Linked DNA regions of Mus musculus: all the other regions are linked to region 1. Evidence: chromatin contacts called from public promoter capture Hi-C data. All regions are on one chromosome and are shown on one strand. The core of a region is the stretch at or near the end of the contact, and the rest is flanking DNA. Distances in the headings are between cores, read along the strand shown.

Region 1 (5,060 bases), core at 658-3,157:
TCCCGATTAAGCCTGGCACCTCAAAAATATTGAGGGGTGGGGAGAGAATGAATACTAAGGAACAAAAGAGGATACTGTCAATCTAAAAAAAAATCAATATAAAAAAATCAATATAACCATATGTATAGGACTAGAACAAAATACATGAAAATAGTTATTATTTGGTCCATACATTTATAAATAATTATTGTTTTAGCTGCTGTTTTCCAAACCCTCCACAAAGGGAATGTGGTATTTGGGTCAATGGGGTTTCTGAGGGTAAAGGTGCTCTTGTGTAAGCCTGATGACCTGAGTTCTAGCTCCAAATTCCACACCAATGAACTGACTCCTGAAAACTGTTCTCACAGTGCCACGTATGTGCTCTGGCACACATGTACATGGAGGCACATGCACAGACACACAATAACTTTTTAAAAAGCACTCCGACACCTCTATACCTCTATACCTGCCCAAAAGGTTATAATAGATTTTCAGATTAAAGAATCACAATGATTAATTGTTGAGTTCTTATCAAATGTTGCTTCCTCTGTGAATCAGACTGTTGCCCCACTATGGGGCCTTAGAAGCCCCTGTCCAACATTCTTGTACTGCTCATCAACCATAGGGAATTGTTTACAATATCTTCAGAAACCTCGGCGCTCTTTGAAAGAAGAAACTGATTCCCCATCTCTGAATCAACAGGCTCTAGCACAAACTAAACATTCTAAGGCTCATGCCCCAGAAAACCAGTGAGTAGGAGTATTCTAAATTCGATCACATTTTCCCTGAGATTTCCTCCACAGCTGCGACGACCTGGGGAGGCCTGTGGGAAGATTTGGAAGGAAAAACTGCTTTTGAAGAGCCAGAACTGAGGTTTCAGAGACCCTGGAGAAAACAGAGCTGATCCAAGTTGGATTTTCCTGACCTCTGCCGAGACTGTCACGTGGTGGCGCATAGAGAATTCCCTAATTCTGTTTATCCCTTTGGAATCTCTCATCCTTTCTAGGACTTCCCCTGGGAACAGGGGAAACCCCAGTGCTAGGGACTGGGCTGTGTCACCAATAACTGCATTTAATCCCAAACCACAAATAATGTTAAGTATCAGGGAAGGGTGTGGTTGTCAGTTAGGATACACTTCAGTCGTCTCTAAATATCTTCCAGAAGTTTCTTCCAAAGAGCTTTTTAGAGCCAAGTAGAGTCAAGAAGGGGGCTCCGAAACAGATCTTAGTAATATTGGCCACAGCTGAAACTATCGACCAAGCAAAATCACAAACTGTACCAGGAAAGGTGAACCCTGTAACAAAGAAGCTCCTGAAGCTGACAAGCACTAGGACACGCCCTGATCCTCACCACTCAGTGGTGGCAAGGCTAGGCTGAAGCCCAGGGGCCTTGCTTCTGCACTCAACACAGGCGACCCCAAGACCAGGTCCTAGAGCAAGCTAGGTGTAGAAGCGTTCCTCCTGCTTATCTAGGAAATTATTCCTAACCCTGCAGGTTCTCGCAGAGGCTCTTGGCTCTGGTTCTGGCCATTGTGCCTCCCGAGACGGCTGGATTCTTATTTCTACACTCACCCACTTTCTAAAATCAAACCTGAGAGGAAGGGCACGGCCCTGGATGAGAATGCCCTGAAATACTAAGAGCATTCTTCCGCAGGGACGTTTACAATAGGGCTGTCCCTGGGGACGGGCAAAGTTAGTCTGTTGGCAGAGTGGGAAGGGTGTGTGTGTGCGTGTGTGTTGCCTTGTGTTTTGGAGAGAGAAGGAGAGAGAGAGAGAGAGAGAGAGAGAGAGAGAGAGAGAGAGAGAGAGAGAGAGAGAGAGAGAGAGAGCGCTGGTGGGGCGGGGTGGGGGGCAGGAAGGGAGGGATGGGTGGGGAGGGCAGATGCCTGCCCTCCAGGCTCCTCCCGCTCCGGGGCGCCTCCGCCCTCTGTACCCGCCTCGCGTACAAAGACGCGCGGTCTTCGGCACTAGCCTCATCGTGGTGTGCCCAGCTCTTCCAAGGACTGCTGCGCTTCGGGGCCCAGGTGAGTCCCGCACCTAATATCTGCCCTCTGGGAACCCCACACCCGCTTGCTTCGGCCTCCAGCCAGGCTTCGCGAGGAGCCGCGCCCCGCGAGCCTGGGTGGGGCCACCCCTCCAGCTCGCACACTGCTTCGGATGCCCCCAGACTCGCTGGGGCGGAGGCCAGTCTTGTCTGGAGCTACCCCATCCTGGCGTTGGAGCCGCTGTTCTGTTCTCCTTTTCGGCATGTGGTTCTTCATTCTCATCTTTTCTACTTTGCAACTAGTCTTAGAGTTAACTGGAGTTTAGCAGAACCTGCTTGCGCTCTGTCCTAGTTGGCAGTTCCATGAAGCTTCAGGCTACAGGCAGAGCTCAGGCTGTTTGAGCCGCTTTGGCCAGGGAGGACTGGAGGCTTGGCAGCTGGAGGATTCCCTTTCTGAAGGACCCTGCTCTGCTTGTTGCCTTAGCCTCAGTGCAAATTCCAGGTTGCTTCGGAAGGATCTTTAAAGTAGGACTTTCTGTCTCTCTACCAAGTGTTCCTCTAGCTACTCGGATTAAATAAAGGGAACCAGAGAGAGATGGAACGAGAGAGCAGGCTTGGTGAAGAATCTTCAGTCTGGGATTAATTTTCATGTGGTGCAGTGAGAGGGACGTACCTGCTTCACGGCCTGAGCTTGGCAACAGGAATGACTGACCTCTTTCCTAGCCCTGCCTGGGAGGACTCTGGAGAAATTGCTGAGTGGGTGGCAAGCAAAACAGAAATGTGACAGACCAGCAGAGCCCGGATCCACATTCTGAAATCCACAGGACCCACCTCCCTCATTTTCCTACCCCCACCCCCCACCCCAGGAAAGCCAGACACATTCTGCAGGGTGGGGCTAGCACAAAGGGTTCCTGGATTCTCCTAGTGATCTGTGGCCTGTGACTCAGCTGTGAGACCTTGGGTGTGGCCTAGCTGGTTGCTGATTCTCTGTGGATGGTTTGAACAGATCGCTCCCTGAAGGAAAAGAGGAACTGTGCCATCTTCCAGGGCATTTTCCAAGAGGAAATGAGTCACAACTAACTGGCCACCAACCTGCAGGAGGGGTTTCTTGTCTGAGCTGCCTGGAAGGGCAGTAATTAGACTGGCAGAACCATTCCAAGTCTGTCTCTCTCCCCCCCGCCCCCCCCATTCCCCAAGCTTCAGTTTCAGCTTCCAGGAGTGGATTTTTGCATGTTATACTTCAAATTAGGTAGAAACTCTCTGTCAGAGAGCTTGCCTTCGGTGTGTTTCAGCAAATTGCAAACGATAATGCCCGACGTTGGAGCAGGAAGGAGGAGTTCATATAACTCCCTGAAATTTCATTTACCTTAGTCCTCCTCCCATTGCCTATGCACTGTCACTGACAGTCTAAGAGTAGTGTTGTTTGTTTGTTTGTTTGTTTGTTTGTTTGTTTTTGGTCTGCTTGGCATAGAGCAGTTATTTGGGTTCCCCTAATTTCTGAGTGATGCTGTTCCCTGGCTTTTCCTAAATACAACATCAAATGGGCCGTTGTCCTCTTATGCCTGGCCTCTGGCCAGCCTCTGAGCAGTCACCCCAATGTGGTCAGGCCCTGGGCTGGGTGGGGCTGAGGCTGGATACCTCCCTGCTTTCTACTGACAGGAGAGAGAGAGAGAGAGAGAGAGAGAGAGAGAGAGAGAGAGAGTGTGTCATGGAGTCATGTCTCCCCACCTCCCAGCAAATACATAAGTATTTGATATGCCTTGGACACATTCCATTCATTTAAGCCTAGCTAAGAGAACAATAGGATTCTTTCAGAATTATGAAATAAATTAATGCTCACAGTGCTGGGGAAAGATGGGCTCTCAGGATTCACAACTTAGGAATCACACCTCAAAAGCAAAGGGAGTAACAGGCTTGGCAGTGTGAGGGTCTAGCTCTTCAGGACCACCACCCCTGGAGGGAGGCAGGGAGGGACTGATTGACTTTTAAAGACAACTTTCAACCCTTCAACTAAATAATTCTCACTTGTCCATGTAGCTGATGTTGTTGGTTGGGTTGCTGACTCATGACAACCCCTCATGGAAAAATGGATGCTCTTGGTTGAGCTAGAGTTCTTTCTTCCTATTGAATTGCATCTGGAGCTTCCTTTAGCAGACCATGTCTGTAGTATGCAAGTTTTAGTTGGTGAGAAAGTCTGAGCTAAAATCCATTGTTTTCATTTCATTCCTACCCCAAATATACTGTAAGGGTCAGATTCAAAAATGTCCTCTGGATTCAATTAAAAAAAAAAAAAAAGGATTGGTCTTCAAATTCTCCTAAACAAAAGAACAGAAACTCTACAAACGTTTTAAAATAATGGATGTTTGTGTTCACTGACACCCTAATTAATTCTGGGTGGCTTCAAGAAAATTAAGATATGGAAAAAATACAGATGAACAAAGTAAATCAGGCCTCCAGCTTCTGAGATTTGTAGCCTAGACCTGGGCATAGGTCCAGAACAGACATTTGGGATTGCTTAGGAAGAGGGATTCCCACCCTACGCCCCTCTCTTAAAGACCGACAGAAAATAAGAACATTGTTGGAATTGAACACCATAGGAAATGTGTGCAAAGTAGGTGTTTGCTGTAAAGGAAACAAAAACAGGAATTGTTTCCTTCAGAGGAAGAGACAGTTAAGACAGGTTGCTCAGGCTAACGTGAAGGGTGTAGGCGGACATCAGAATAAAAACGGTTCAGTAAAAGGTGAGTGGGTAAGGCCTGGGTCTTTCCTGCAGAGCTGGCCAAGCAGTGGCTGGTGTGATGAATGAAACCAAGAGAAACTGCAGAAGTGAGAAGCCTGTGGATCTGACCAGACCTGCTTAACAGGACACTTAGTTTATCCCTTTGTTTCTGGAATGTACTCTATACTCTGCCATTCCATTCAGAGGTGAACCCTGCTGAGGGCTCCACCCCCCCCCCCCCTTCCCAGAACTCATCCTTTAGCTGCTGTGCTCTGAGCTGTCAACTGCCTAAAGACAATTTCATCTGTATCTCCTCTACTTTGAGTCATTCATTTAACAAATGTCATCTAGTGGTCTCAACTAAAGCAGAATAATATGT
Region 2 (5,060 bases), core at 1,859-4,358, 3.0 Mb before region 1:
AGCATGTGGACAGGAAAGAGCAAGAAAGATGGAAGATAGCTCTAGTCCAGGCCTTGGAACTGGGGTCCTCTGCTGTGCACTGGGACCACTGCAGAAAAAGGATTTAGGGAAGAGTCTGGAAACTTCAATAGGGCAGGAAGATTCCAGAAACTTTGTTCTTTTTTTGGGGGGGGTGGGGTTGGTACAAGGGAAGAGAGTTTAGAGTCATTGCTATCATCTTTATGGAGGCAAAAGTGGGCAAGATGACCTGGTGAGGAAGGATGGGGTCTAACCCCTTCCCCCCAGTAATCCAGGGAAACTCATATTAAATTGAACTCAGAGTCCAGAGCACTCACATTGCCACAATAACTAGTAGCAAAATGTATTTGCAAAAAAAAAAAAAATTCTGAGACAAGGTCTTACTACATAGCTCTTACTGGCCTGAAACTTGCTATGTAGACTAGGCTGGACTTGAACTCACCAAGATCTGCTTGCCTCTGCCTTTTAAGTGCTGGGATAAAATACATGTTCCCCCATATATGGCAATACTTAGGATTCTTACGGTAGGAATCTTTGAGATAGGAAATTAAGTCTCTAACAAGGTAAAGTGCAGACATGGTGAAGTTAGGTGCTGAGGTGGGGTGGAGTTCTAAGTGAAGGCCCAATTAAGCATTCTTTCCATGTGCATTCTCCAACTCCATGTCTCCAACAAGGCATGCCTCTAGGCCTCTCCCAGCTTTCTCTCGGTGGACAGAGAAGCTGTGTTCTCAGGGGCTGTGGCTGTGCCCAAAAACGTGAAGGGCTGTTGGATAAGAAAGTGGGCTCAGGAGCCAGGCTGCTGGGCTCGTCCAGCCTATTAAACATTCCTTTGTTATTGTCTGTTTCTCCCACTAGATTGTCATCTCCCTTGAGAGGGACTGTGTCTGTTTTGTTTATGCTATACCCCCGATGCCTAGTATCAGTGCCTCTAATTACTTGTATAAACAGTGACTAGCAAGCCTGCCACTCATTAGTCATATGATTCCGGGCAAGTTGTTACCTCTCGGAGTTAACATTTACCAAGCCTTCACTGTATTTTAGCAGTGTTTATTCCATGAGCCTTGCTTGTGCTAACTCAAACTCCACAAGAGCCTTATGAGATGGTTACTATTTTTATTTCCATCAATGAGGAAAATCAGGTCACAAGAGCAGAGATGACATGCTTAAGGTAGCTGGTAGCAGAGGCTTAACACAGATGAGATTAAGTCATTGACCTAGAAGCAAATTAATTGTTGGTCTACTCTGGCCCCTCCTTCTGCGGCCATGTGACCCTCTCCGTCCTGTGTCTCAGACTGCTCATAACTCCTTGCCAATAAAACAGAGTTAATCACAACTCATACTTCCTTCTGCCTCCATTGCCCACTCCCCTCATCCACAGCCTGGCAACCTCGAAGAGGAGATTGTGTCCCAGACAAAGCTGGGTACCGAGCCCAGGGTGAGGGCCATACAGGCATGAGGTTTTTTGTCACTGGCCAGGAAGCCAGGTTTCTCTTCTCCTTCCTGTATTCTTCTGGGTGTTGTGTTTTTTTTTTTTTTTTTTTTCTTGTGGAATGGAGAAGCTTTGGGGTGGGAGAGAACAGAGAAGCAGCAGGAGGGTATTTCCATGTCTGGTCAGTGGTGGTCTCCCCCATGCCAGCTAAGAATGGCAGGGGAAAACAAAGAATAGCCAGAAATGCCAGGCAGAATTAAAATGATCAAGTTCAAACATCAAAGACCAACAAGGAATTAAGCCCAGACATGGTGGTGCACACCTCTCACCCCAGAACTTGGGAGGCAGAGGCAGGCAGATTTCTGTGAGTTTAAGGTCAGCCTGGTCTACAGAGTGAGTTCCAGGATAGCCAGGAGATAGCTATGTAGAGAGACTCTGTCTCAACAAACAAAACGAGTTCCTCTGTGGTTGGAGAGATGGCCCAGAGGTTAAGAGTACTTGCTGTTCTTGCAGAGGACCCAGATTTGGTTCTCAGCACCCACATCAGGGGGCTTACAACTATCTGTAACCCCAACTCTGTGGGGACTCAGTGCCTGTGGCCTTTATAGGTACCTGCACTAATACAGACAACACTCACAGACAGACACATAAGGGAAAATAAATTACAATCTTTCAAAATAAAATCAGATCTTTAAAACAACAATAAACCAAACCAAACAAATAAAAACTTGTTTAAAAAACAAAAACAAAACCGAAAACCTCAAGTGATGGCAAAGTCTGTGAAGCTGAGCAGGGCGGGCACCCTGAGGGCTCTGGCCATACCCACTCTCAAATTTGGGTTTGATGATTTGGGGGAAAAGACACAAGATGAAGCCCAGGGCTCACAGAGGTGATAAGTAGAGACTTGATCCTGGAACCCCATGGGGTAATATGCTTAAGCCAAAAAACGAACACTCTGCCCCAGGACTGCCTGGAAAGTCACTCGCCCCAGCACAGAACACAACAGTGGAACCTTGTGAGCTCTGGAGCTTGGGGACATGCCAGCTTTCTCATGAATCTGTGACCCAAGTTCATCCATTATCACTTGGAGCAGAAAGGCAAGAAAGTTCAAGCCCTGACAGCTGGTGGCTGCCTCAGAGAACAGCCTTCTCTCTAGGCTTCAAAAATACCTCCTTTCCTCCAGCGAAATAAGCAATTCACAGTCAAAGGCCACCCAACACTCAGTGCTCTGGAGGCTGGGCAGAGAGGGTGTTCCATGGCCTCAGACTCCTCACCTGTAAATAGGAGCCTTAGCCAGATGCTCCCAAGGTCTCCCCTGCACAGATACTCTCTGGAGGTACACCCTAAGAGAGCCCAAGATGTGTCCCCATTTTGTATTCTTGGTCTCTTCACAATAAAGAGCTCAGTAGAGGGATGTGTGTAGCTGGAAGATGCAAGCAGGAAGCTGTTACCAGTTCCCAGCTTTGGGGAAGGGCAGAGGGGGGAATGAGTAGGGGAGCGGTGCCTGAGACTCTGACTGGGTCTTTGATGTGTGCGTTGCTAGGTGGGCGGTGGGCCTGTAATAGAGGCTACTGAGGGATGGAGGCAGGGGACCCTGAGGGCAGCCTCAGCGTTGACCTACTTGGGTCCTTATAATTGCTCCCTTCATCTCTCGAGAGGCTACAAATAGGGACACCCAGTTGGTAGGCTCCTACAGCTGAAGCAACAGCAGCAGTGGTGAGTATGGTTGCTTGGGAACTGCATTGGGCTCGGAGTTGGGGCAGCTCAGAAAGCCCTCAACAGGTAGCCTGTTCCTGGAGACAGGGTCTGGATATGGGAGCAGAAAGCTGATGTGAGCAGGTGATGGGGACTCAGAGGGTCCCTTGTACACTAAGGAGCTGTAAGGAAGTTTGTTTTGGGTAGTGTGCCCAGCCACGATCTTGTACTGATGTGGGGGGGACAGTAGCCAGCTATGCTTCTGGGGTAGCCCTTAGTGAGCTCCGTGCTTTTGCTCCTTGACTCTTTGCTTCATTCCTGGGGACGAGTTGGGACAGGCCAGGGCTGCAGGAGAAGAGAGGATTCCTTTGAGTCTTCAAGCCCTGTGCTTCTGAAATAGCAACTGAAGTGGCGCCAGGCAGGCTGGGAGGAATCAGAAGGGCTCAGAGGAGCCGAGCTCCTGGGATCACCCCTCTTTCCTCTCCAAGGATCATGGTGCTTTCCTCTTCTGGGAACATGGATCCTTGCTGCAGTGCCAGGCTATCACAGAGAATTAGACCCCCATAATGCTTGACACTTCAGCCCCATTCTCCTACTTTCCTGCCAGCTACAGTCTTGCTAGCTATTTGCTCCCCATAGAGGGAACTCACCAGGAAGAGTCTTGGCTCTGGCTACCCTGTGTTGGAGGACTCTAGTCCCCCGAGGGAGTCAGGAGTGAGTCATTGGACTCACATGGAAACAACTCCATTGCCTCCCTGCCAGCCCAGGGTTCGCCCAGGCTGCATGGGCAATGGAAGGGGACAATAGATGTGGGGTGAAGGAAGGAATTCTAGGAAGTGTTTCCCTTCCATCTCAGTGGGGGACTCTTCTCAAAGCCTTCTGAGGTCCCCCGGGGGATGGGAGGATAGCTAAAGGATGGAGTAGGTCATAGATGAGTAGATCTATGTATGAACTGGTGGACTCTGCAGACGCCACCTGGTCCATGTTTCTGACTAGGCCTGTGAGGCTAGATTATCCCACTTTGCAGATAAGACAACTGAGACCCAGAGAGAAACAGTTCGCTCAGGGCTTCAGAGTGCACAATAGAATGAGGGTCCTCAATTGCAGTTTCTTTGAGTTCAGGGTAGGAGGCATAGTGAGGTGGAGGGGTCCTGTCAGGCCTCACCACTGCCTCTGGCATTAGCCTCACCAGGATCTGGACAAAGAAGCCCTGGGCAGGGCTTCCTGTGCAAGCTCTTACAGGATGACGCTCCAGGTCTCCAAAAGGCAGAGGCTTTCTAGGATCAAGGGCAGCATCACATGGAATGGTGCCCAATAAAAGACTGAGAATTCCCAGGTGTTGTGATGGGAAACGATGGGAGGGAGTCAGAGTCAGAGGGAGGCTCCCAGTTGGGGTGAAGGTGGTAGATATTCTGCTCCTGAGGAATTTATGGTGATGTCAGGGAACTGAAACTTCTGTCTAGAAAAATCACAACAGGCACAGCGGGGAGGTGAATTGATTCCTTGCGAGTCATACCCTTGTTTTGTGACAGTGAGGATGACCCGGCCCCTGGAGCAGGCAGTAGCTGCCATCGTGTGCACCTTCCAGGAGTATGCAGGGCGCTGTGGGGATAAATACAAGATCTGCCAGTCGGAGCTCAAGGAGTTGTTGCAGAAGGAGCTGCCCACCTGGACGCCGGTGAGCACCTCATATCTCTCCCCACTTGGACTCTGCAAATCGTGGCCTAGGGCCAAGCAGCAGCATAGGGTAGCACATGAGCTGAGACACAGGGCTGGGAAGGGGGACTGAAATGGGTGTCTTATCAGGTGGGTAGGATGAGGTTGGCCCCATGAGGGTTTTGGTTTGGAATGGGGCAGCCTAACCATCGGAGGGGAGTGGTGTGGGAAGCTACTTTGGCTCCTTATTCTGGTTTCCTGA
Region 3 (5,060 bases), core at 1,662-4,161, 2.9 Mb before region 1:
TTTCTTCAATTTTAAGATATTAGACTTTTTATATTGCAGCTCCAATACCCTCTCTCATTCTGTGTTTCTAATGTTTAAAATATAATACAGCATGAAAATTTTATTTTTTTGGTCTTATCTATTTGGTGTTCTATAGACTTCTCCTGAATAGACAGCTCTCACTCCAGGTTTGGGAACTTTTATGATTTTTTTTTTCATTTTGAAAGGGTCTATATTTTATTACTGGACAAACATCCTAATTTAAGACACGAAAAGTCTCTAGGTAGGACTGATTGATGACAATTCAGTATAAATCCTCAGTCTTGCCATTGTGTGAATCCTTACAGACCCAGCTCCGTTCTCCTCCAGTGTCTTCTCTTAGAGTTGTACCTGATTTTGTTACCAGTTTTCATCTGGATCTACTGAGGAATAGGGCGATTTTGTTTTTGTTTCTTGGCCAGGAATCGTTTGATTCAGAAAGTCTTGTGAGAAGACATGGCGAGAAACCGAATCAAGAATAGCGCACACGATGGCGGAGGAATGGAGAAGAGAAAGGCCAGGACTGGAAGAACGCGATTAGAAGTCCTTCTTTTATGATTTACTGAACATATTTTCTATGTCTTTGCTATGGCAATCTCCTTCTATGCCTCAGAGGTGAGATTTTTCTATGGTGTTCTCCAAATCTCTCTCTCTCTCTCTCTCTCTCTCTCTCTCTCTCTCTCTCTCTCTCTCTCTCTCTCTCCATATATAGGCACTATGTGTATATATACACACATAGTGCCTGGGGAGTCCCTGGGGCTGGTATATGGTGAGTTCCAGAGTAGGGAAAGGGGCCAGAAGCAGGTGGTGGTCCCTGAAAGCAGCCTTAAGCGTGTGCGATCTTAGAGGATGGGGCCAGGAAGGAAGTGCAGGTAGCATAACCTGGTGTCTGAATCACTTTTGGTGCAGAGAGAGTCCCTGGAGGAGGTGGGTTGTGATCAGGGAGGGAGACAGGCCAGGGGGAGGTGAATAGAGTCCCTGGGGGAAGTGAGGTGTGATCATAAAGAGAGAGGCCAGGAGGAGGTGCAGAGAGTCCCTGGAGGAGGTGGGTTGTGACCAGGGAGGGAGACAAGTCAGGAAGAGGTGCTGGCATCTGGCAAGCAGCTAGTTATTGGATCTTCATTCCACATGTGATAACTAGAGGTGAAATACAAAATACTATAGAGTATTTGTATAAATACTGAAAGTGTTAATTACATGATTTACCTGTGCATCTAAATTATAGACATTACAGTGGTGAATATTTTCTTTCTTTTTGAGTATTTTCTTAATTATTGCTTAAAACCGTTAGCTAGTCTATTTCTTGAGATAAATTACCAGTGAATGATGGACAAATCAAAGATATTTAATAAAGTTTTTTAGGGTTCTAGCTTGGCATTTCCAAATAGTTGAGAAAATTGAGCCATATTTTTAGCATAGAAAGACAATAGGGGTTTGATAAGCCACTTGTCTGTTGAGGAAATTGTGTCGTTAGAGGAATGCAAACTGGAAAAGGTACTAGGTTAAGTATTTGCTATTATTAAGTGTGTCTTTATGCTATGGTTGTTGTGGTGCTGGGACTGAGCCCTGGGACTCTAGTACACTTACTCTGTACCTTCAATTTCTGGGGAACTTTCTGGGATGCAGAGAAGACTCTCAATCAGTTGCTTGATCTTTGGCGCCACCTTCTGGGAGATACACTCATCAGCCTGCGCGGTCCTGTGTGCTACTTGGGCTGAGATGGTCAGACAGAAGCTGCCACTGAGAGAAGGCTTGTACTGGGGTGAGATGAAGAAGGAGAGTTAATTTTCCCTTCATAGTTAAGTGGCATTTGTGTAGAGACCAGATGTACAGGTCTGGACTAAGAGTTATGGTCTACTAAGAGTTAGTTCTAGGTTGCAGTTCGTTATTTCCTAATGGTCTAAACTGATCCTAGCACTGTGTGTGTGTGTGTGTGTGTGTGTGTGTGTGTGTGTGTGTGTGTGAGAGAGAGAGAGAGAGAGAGAGAGAGTAGGTCTTGACCTCCACACACCATCCAGTCTACTAAAGCAATATCTTAGCTCTTTAAACTTAGAAAGTCAAGGTTCCGCATTGGCTAGGTGCACAGAGCCTTTACCTTTCATGTGTTTGCTACCCAGAGCTTTGCCCTTTTAAGCATGCATGTGTACCATGTCAACTCCATGTCTAGAGCAGGCCGTACTGTTCCATCCCTCCAAGCCTTTGCTTGCACAGTCCCCTCTGCCAAGAGCTACTCTATTCTCCAGAGCAACTCAACATTTATTTTCAAGACACTGCTCAAATAACACCTCCCTAAGTTGTCTTCCCCAATTATTTTTTTCTGGGAGGAGGTGGCCCTTGATGGGTACCCTGATTGTCCTATACTTGCCTAGGGCACATGGTGTCCATGTATAACTGTCAGCCCTGTTCTTCAACCCCATCCTGTGAGCAAGCTGGCCAAGTGTCTTATTCATGTTGCCTAGTAGAGGGCCTGACATGCTGAAAATACTCATGAAATATTTGTTGATTGAGTGGATGAATGTGATTCATTACTGTGGACTTCAGAGGTTCACTAATTGAGGGAGGGTGTCCAAGGAAGCTGTTTTTAAGGATGTCCCTGGGGCTAGGAGGTGGGGTGGGATGGTGAGCTCTGATTGGAGGCAGTGGATGTATAATGAAGCCTTGGTGATTCTTAGGTTTTTCAGGTCCTGGAGGTGGGTCCCTAAAGCCAGGAGTATGACGATGTCATTCCAGGAATGCAGTTAAGGTTTGGTCCTGCTGTAGAAGAACCCGTGGAAAGCCACTCACTGGCTGTCATAAATGGGTGGGCAGGGAATGGGCAGGATGTCTAGCATGGTAGAAGTTCCCCTCCTCAGAAGTCTGCCTTTTGTCTGATTTCCAGGATTGTACAGAGGCCAGGCTGTGGATGCTGAGCAGCCCTGCACCAAGAGCAACAGGTCAGTGTCTCCTTCAAGACGATCTCAGGGGGTGGTATGGGCTGTGCTGGGTATGTGCAGCTCTTAGAGAACAGAGACCCTTAGCTTGTATGTTATGGAGAACATGCACAGTATGAACAAGTGCTCCAACAACAGAACTGTGGCCTCAAAGTGGTTTAAAATCCCAGAGGACAAGCGTGTCTTTGGGCTTGTCCACAAATACAAGAATTCAAGGCCAATTCTAGGTGTAGCAGCTGTGTAATTTTGGTAAATTCCCTAGCCTCTTTGGATTTCATTGTCCCTCCAGGAGAATAGGGTCATGATGATCAACTCCTCAGGGTCCTGTGAGGATTAAATGGGATGAGGTTTGATACTTTGCCTATCATCTATCTGGTCCAGAAGAAGCGGAATGTATGGTTGATATGATTGTTGTTTGCACAGGGTTTAGGGAAGGCTGTTACTTCCTATCACCTCTATGGAGTGAGTGGCCATGGGCATCAGATGGACAGTGCATAGAGTTGTGAGTAGGCCACAGGATAGGGCTCACAAGAGCATAGACTTATGCTGGGGTGTGTGTGTCAACGCCTAGAGAAGATAACATGTCAGTGGTGGGGACAAAGGTGCCAATGGCTGTGCTGTCTGTCTGTATATTCCAGTGAGAAAACGCACGAACAGCACAATGCCCAGTCTGATTCTCCTGCGCAGTATAATTACCTTAATGTTCTGCTGGTCCCATCAAGTAGTTTATTGTAGGGGAAGGGATCTTGCCTCTTTGAGGATTTCCACATCGTCATTGTACACAACCAAAACAGTGCCTTGCTTCAAACCATCTTTAGTTTGTTCAGATCTTGACTATTAGCAACGAGGAGACCACTCCTGGACCCAGGAAGGCCCTCAGTTCCAGTGAAGGGACTCACTCTTAGTTCAGGCAGGAAAGCTTGTTGCGGGCAGAGCTACTGAACCAAATTCACATGGGACCAGCAGGGGTCCAAGGAGGCCTCTTTCTGATGCAGCACAGGGAAGTGGGTGGGTGGGTGGGCGCGCGGGGTGGGGGGAGATGTCTCCAGGAGGAAGAATCCCTCCAGTTAGCAGACCTGATTCTTCTTCCTCCTTACAGACTCTCCGCTGTCCCAGAGCCTCCTCCTCTGCTCTGCAGATCTGCCTGTACCCTGAAGGGTCCATCAGTCATGCCAGACACACCAGTGGAGGACTCCCTCTTCCAAATCATACACTGCTTCCATCACTATGCTGCCCGGGAAGGGGACAAGGAGACCTTGTCCCTGGAGGAGTTGAAAGCTCTGCTCTTGGATAGTGTGCCTCGCTTCATGGACACCTTGGTATGTAGGGTCTGGGGCTGGAGTGGGAGATGAAGAGAGAACCAAAGTGCCCAGAGAATGCTGTTTGTTGGATTGGAAGTGAGCAGTGAGGTGGTTAGGTGGGAGGAACTGACGACTCCCAAGAGAATCTCCTGTTCCTGAAAGGAGGATGGAGGAGGGAGGGCATGCAGAGGGCAGGGTTTGCTTTATTTCCTGTCCTTCTCTCCTCTGAAGTCACCAGCTTAGTTTCACTCCAGTACCATGAAGAGCTAATCTCTGAGACTACAGCCTGACACCACACCTTTGGATTCTTCTGCCTCCTGTGTCCTGAGAGCATGACAGGCTCAGAGCTGTTTTCTGTTCACTAGCCACTTTAGTTAGTGACATTGCCACAAACTCAGACTCTCTCTATAAGTTCTCAGAATAAAAGTCTCTTCACCAGCATGTCTGCCATGAGTCTAGAGTAGGTAATTTAGGCTGTGGAGACTGCTCTAATCTGGTGGTCATGGGAAATAAAACCTCTTCTCCTTCCCATGCCTAGGGCTTCTTAGAGTCAGATGGAGCCAGCTTCAGATCCTGCCTAGCCTTATAGAGCCTGTTCATCCAGTCTGTGATTAGTTCTAATCCTCAGCCATTGTGCTTCTTAGGGACTGCATGTCTGAAGGAAAGCGAGGATGCTGTCTTCTGAAGTCTTTGGTGTCTCAGGCTTTCTGGCTTGCCACCTTTCGAGGAAGTGAGAGTCTGCTCATTTCTGTAAAATATTTCCTTCACTTACTTCCAGGCTTTGAGAAAGAGCATAAAGGCAACCTCATTC

What was found. Promoter capture Hi-C pulls out the DNA fragments that hold promoters and counts their contacts.
Region 2: a promoter capture Hi-C map of cranial neural crest shows a contact between it and region 1. The contact joins the promoter of S100a3 here to the promoter of S100a10 in region 1. A contact is called at or near these places in 5 of 39 promoter capture datasets (the 3T3-L1 cell line, cranial neural crest, frontonasal cranial neural crest and 2 more).
Region 3: a promoter capture Hi-C map of hippocampal neurons shows a contact between it and region 1, with 5 times the contacts expected there. The contact joins the promoter of S100a7a here to the promoter of S100a10 in region 1. A contact is called at or near these places in 2 of 39 promoter capture datasets (cranial neural crest and hippocampal neurons).

Annotation. Positions count from the first base shown.
Region 1 is chr3:93,553,210-93,558,269 of GRCm38.p6, forward strand. S100a10 (S100 calcium binding protein A10 (calpactin)) reads left to right here and starts at 1,908. Exons shown (of 3, transcript NM_009112.2): 1 at 1,908-2,002.
Region 2 is chr3:90,597,106-90,602,165 of GRCm38.p6, forward strand. S100a3 (S100 calcium binding protein A3) reads left to right here and starts at 3,109. Exons shown (of 3, transcript NM_011310.3): 1 at 3,109-3,163; 2 at 4,675-4,820. The coding sequence starts at 4,680.
Region 3 is chr3:90,651,391-90,656,450 of GRCm38.p6, forward strand. It overlaps S100a7a (S100 calcium binding protein A7A), which reads left to right and starts at 2,912. Exons shown (of 3, transcript NM_199422.1): 1 at 2,912-2,951; 2 at 4,048-4,267. The coding sequence starts at 4,118. It also overlaps the pseudogene Gm19739.